Regions from separate parts of the Xenopus laevis genome. Here region 1 is linked to region 2. Evidence: chromatin contacts called from public Hi-C data. All regions are on one chromosome and are shown on one strand. The core of a region is the stretch at or near the end of the contact, and the rest is flanking DNA. Distances in the headings are between cores, read along the strand shown.

Evidence for each region. A called contact is a pair of places that touch in the nucleus more often than the background predicts.
Region 1: a Hi-C map of the XL177 cell line shows a contact between it and region 2, with 2.7 times the contacts expected there.

The regions. Positions count from the first base shown.
Region 1 is chr2L:93,939,233-93,941,932 of Xenopus_laevis_v10.1, reverse strand. No RefSeq gene overlaps it. Among protein-coding and RNA genes, the nearest start is that of sync.L, 11 kb to the left of the region's middle.
Region 2 is chr2L:93,861,935-93,864,634 of Xenopus_laevis_v10.1, reverse strand. It overlaps s100pbp.L (S100P-binding protein), which reads left to right and starts at 1,444. Exons shown (of 6, transcript XM_018245359.2): 1 at 1,444-1,571. The coding sequence starts at 1,562. The region is part of intron 1 of yars1.L (tyrosine--tRNA ligase, cytoplasmic); the gene reads right to left.

The sequences.
Region 1 (2,700 bases), core at 158-2,657, 77 kb before region 2:
TCGGATGAGATGTGTGAATAAACCAACACTTGTTTTCACCTGAAATTATACAGAGTGTGCTGACTCTCCTTTCAATATATATATATATATATATATATATATATATATATATATATATATATATATATATATATATATATATATATATATATATATATATATATATACATATACAGCACTTTATTTAACAAATTGAGGTTTCGACCAAACATGGATTTGTTAAATAAAGTGCCAAATCACTTGTCATGCAATTATATCTTGGAAAACATATATATATATATATATATATATATATATATATATATATATATATATATATATATCAGTCCGAAAGGTGCACTCCGTTTCCTGTGTAACTTGCCCGGGTACCAGCAATGGTGTAGCTGTATATATGCAGGGAATAGCGACACTCACAGGACTTTTCTTAGTGCGAAAACAAATGATTCTTTATTGAAGACTCAACGTTTCGATCCCAAACCGGGATCTTCGTCAGGAGAACTCAGAACTCCTGACGAAGATCCCGGTTTGGGATCAAAAGGTTGAGTCTTCAATAAAGAATCATTTGTTTTCACACTAAGAAAAGTCCTGTGAGTGTCGCTATTTCCTGCATATATACAGTATATATACAGTATATATATATATATATATATATATTTATATATATATATATATATATATATATATATATATATATAGATGAAGGATCAGCACTCACTGTATATTGTGAAGAAAGGTGTTTATTTCAGTTAATTCATCTTTATCTGACGTTTCGTTCCCACATGGGGACCTTTCTCAAGTGGGACCGAAACGTTGGATAAAGATGTACTTTGCATGAAATAAACACCTTTCTTCACAATATAACAGTGAGTGCTGATCCTTCATCTATATATATCAATACTATTGATCATGCACCACTGGCTCCATTGGTCTGGTCTGAGTGCGGGCACTGTGGGACATTATATATATATATATTTAATGTCCCACAGTACACTGAGGATGGCTAAAGTTTGGTAGCCGAAACGTTGAGGAATAAACTACAGCCCTTACGTTTTTTTTTCATGACAGTCCTGTGAGTACGGTTACTTTTTATACAGTATTTGTACGTTTTTACCGGCACCCAGGCATTTAAATGCTTTTTGTGGAGTGCACTAGCTGGACTTCTATATATATATATATATATATATATATATATATATATATATATATATATATATATATATATATATATATATATATATATATATATATACATACTATAACCAGTATATAACATTACCAACAAACATATAGGCTAATATATAGACAAATTTGCTTGGAACATCTGGCGTAGCCTACACCTCTTAGATCCCACTAGAGGGTGCTCTTACGTAGTTTTTTTTTCCCCCACAGTTTGACTTGGCACAGATAACGGGGCCGCTCCCAAACCATAGGATTTCATCACAGCCTGGTACCTGCCTGTGGGTGTGGTGGGAGCACTAAGCTACCCAGAACTGGTTCTGCGTAGTCTCACTGTGTATTATAAAAAAAAGGGGGGGAGGAGTGGCCAACAAGGCAAAACAGAAACTAACCCCACCCATAACAACTAAATATGCACTAGGCGATTAAACACATCACTGTAATTATGGTTTATTTTTTCTGAGCCAAATTCTGGTCTCCCTGTTTCTATCCCATCTTTCTTTGCTATTTATAACATTGCTATAAAGTATTATTGTTCATATTCGTCCATGTAAATTACAAACCACAAGGTAAATCCTTGCTGATTATATTATTCTTCATATGGATTTATTAAAGGAACAGTTCAGTGTGAAAATAAAAACTGTGTAAATAGATAGGCTGTGCAAAATAAAAAATGTTTCTAATATAGTTAGTTAGCCAAATATGTAATGTATAAAGGCTGGAGTGAACAGATGTCTAATAAAACAGCCAGAACACTACTTCCTGCTTTTCAGCTCTATAACTCTGAGTTAGTCAGTGACTTGAAGGGGGGCCAAATGGTACATTTCTGTTCAGTGAGTTTGTAATTGATCCTCAGCATTCAGTTCAGATTCAAAAGCAACAGGTATGACCCATGTGCCCCCCCCCCTCAAGTTTCTGATTGGTTACTGCCTCGTAGCCAGGGTAACCAGTCAGTGTAAACCAAGAGAGCTGAAAAGTAGGAAGTAGTGTTCAGACTGATATGTTATACATCAAATCACTCCAGCCTTTATACATTACATATTTGGCTAACTAACTATATTAGAAACATTATTTATTTTGCACAGCCTATCTATTTACCCAGTTTTTATTTTTACACTGTACAATTCCTTTAAGCAGTAGTGACTCAGAATAGCCAACCATTTATCTGACTGCTCTGCAAAGCTTAGGGGCCCATTTACTAAGGGTCGAAGTGAATTTTCGAATACAAAAACTTCGAATTTCAAAGTAATTTTTGGGTACTTCGACCATCGAATAGGCCAAAATTTGATACAAATTGAAAAAACTTCGACTTCGACACTTCGCCACCTTAAACCTGCCGAATTGCTGTTTAGCCTATAGCGGACCTCCTATAACCTTTGGCTAAGTTTTGAGTAGACAATGTATTTTTTTTGTAAAATCGTTGGAATCGTTCGATTCGAACTATTTAATCAATCAAAAGATTTTTACTTAGATCGAAAACATCGAAAATACTTCGACTATCGAAGTATCAAATTCGATGGTCGA
Region 2 (2,700 bases), core at 195-2,694:
CTGTAGCATCTTATTTCCTTCATACTATTAGGTATCAAGATAAATCATCCCAAATTTGAAAGCCTGGAGACAGCTGAACAGTTTTATGTCCAATATGTATAGGTTTACCTAAGCCGGTGGCATATAGTGCCCCAAAATGAAGAACGCGCATATAGTCTGTCATTTCAGGTACTGCAAAATCAACACATTTACATAATTTTGGGGTGGTCAAAGGTAGAAAAAAGTAAGTCACCCCAGAAAACCATATATTTTCGTAAACTACACATTCCCCTGAATCCAAATTGGGTTTACATGTCTTTCTACTCCAAAGCACCAAGCCTCAAACCCTTCCTAAATTTGGTGATTTTGATGGCATTTCCAAAAATCACCTTAAAACGTCCACTCTGCAACATCTTATTTCCCACATACTATTTGGTATCAAGATAAGTCACCCCTGATTTGAAAGCCTGGGGTCCACTGAACAGTTTAATACTGAATATACATAGGTATATAGAAGTTCATGGCATGTAAAAACTTCAGAATCGACCTTGTGCATACTTATTTGATGGCTTACATTTACACTAAGTTATAAACACTGCCAGTTTTATGTAGGATAAATGGTACAAAAAATTATGGTGACCCCTGAAAACCATGTATGTTTTCAATCAATTATGTCTTTCTACTCCAGACAAGCATACTGCAAAGCTACGCTAAAGGCATCGTTTTTTTATGACATTTCTGAAAATCGCCTAAAAATATTGCAATTGGCTGCTTTTATCTCACCGAATTTCTAACATACAATTGTAAAACACCCTAAATATTGATGCCACGGGTCTACTGAACAGTTTGATGCCCAATATGCATAGATATACCAAAGCAGCTGGCATGTGCAGACCCCAAATAAAAATAGTGCATATGAATTTTGTCGGCTGTCTTTTCGCCTTCTGTGAATAAAGCTCCCTGACTTGGTATTATGTGCCACAAGGCCGTCTTAACAGCACAAAGACCACCCAAAACCATATATTTTTGTAAAGTACACATACAAAATTGCAAAAAATGTATTTCTATTCCAAACGATCATACTGCAAAGCTACGCTAAATAAAACATGGAGAACAACAAAGCAAGCATAAAACCACAGTAAAAGCACAAAAATAAAAAAAATCAGGAAAATCAATGAAATAACAAAAAAAGAAAACTGATCCGACAGTGTGGAAAACTACAACAAAAAATAAAGCCCGACAAGAAAAAGAATAAAGCTTGAAAAGAAAAAGAATATAGCTAACTTTAGTAAATGTATATTGTGTATCTGTACATGCATGTATGTATGTAAATCTGTGTATAAGTGTAAAAAAAAAAAAAAAGGCTACTTACAGTTCAGCAGGGCCCTGGACAGCCAAGGGGTGGTCCTAAAGCAGAGTCCACAGAGCAGGAAGTCGCAGGCTGGCTGGAACAGGCAGAGAGGAGACACAGACGATGTGCAGACACAGATGCGTCGCAGGACTCATGTTGCCTCCCCCTTTGCTCATTGCCTAGGGGGTTGGGAGAGCACCGCAGCCCTCTGCAGAAGCGCAAGCTCCGCTAATGCAGAATGGTGAGCAAGGATACCTTTAAGGGCCCAATAACTCTGGCTAGGTCTAGCTATGTAGAGCTTTTAACAGTGCTAATAAGCATACCAGTGTGTTTTTTAACCTTTCAAATGTTGCAGAATCTATGTTCTATGTATAAAAGTACAGAGAACGTAGATTCTACTGCAGCACTTCCGGGTCTGTGAGTGGAGAAGCTGCTTTTAAAGCCGCTTGCTGTGACCAACTAGTTCCCCTGCCCCATGGCAATGAGCTGAGCAGGGGACTGTGTGCCCCCTGAGGCGCAATAACACAGGGGCCCCTAGGCTGTAGCAGGCACGTGACATCTAAGTGTCTGCTGAGGCCTCTTCTTCCTGGACCTCCAACCCACTGTTTTTTTTTTTGCCTGAAAAAAATGTTTTATTGCCATTTCAAATAGTGTATTTGCTAACCGCACTACACTTTTGGTGATTTTGGTGCATTTTTAGCCATTTTATTGCATTTTCAGCTCTGCATATGTGCTGTTCACTTGTTTCTGACTGTAAAAATTATTTGGCCAAGCCAAAATACAACTGTGATTCTGACTGCTGATTACTTTAGGCAAGAAAAAAAAAGCATTGGTTTTAGTGGTTTTATTGCATTCCACCTTCTTTTTTTGTTACTTGTTTTTTCCCATGGAAATTTTGTCTGCAATATATCCATTTACAGTCTCTGTGTGCCACATAGTTTTGTAAATCTATGGATATTGGACATGCAAGTGTTCAGTAGACCCAGAGTGTGCTTATTTAAGATGTTTAATATTGGTACGTTATGAAATCTGGGGTATATAATGGGGTAAAATGCAAGCTTTGTGACAATTTTCAGAAATTTCTTAAAAACCCCTAGACTTGGAAGAGGTTAGTAAGGTTGGTAGAAAGGTGTATTTACCCATTTTGGAATAGTCTGAATATGTACCCTTTCTAGGGTTGACTTACTAATTTGCCACTTTTCTAGCCCAGATGCTTTAGTAATCCTATGAACAATGGGCATCAAACTGTTCAGTATACCCCTGGCATTCATATTTAGGATGTTTTTTCTTGGTACCTAATGATACGTGGGAGTTATAGGGTTGCCACCCTGCCGGTAAAATACCTGCCATGGCCATGGCCGGTATTACAA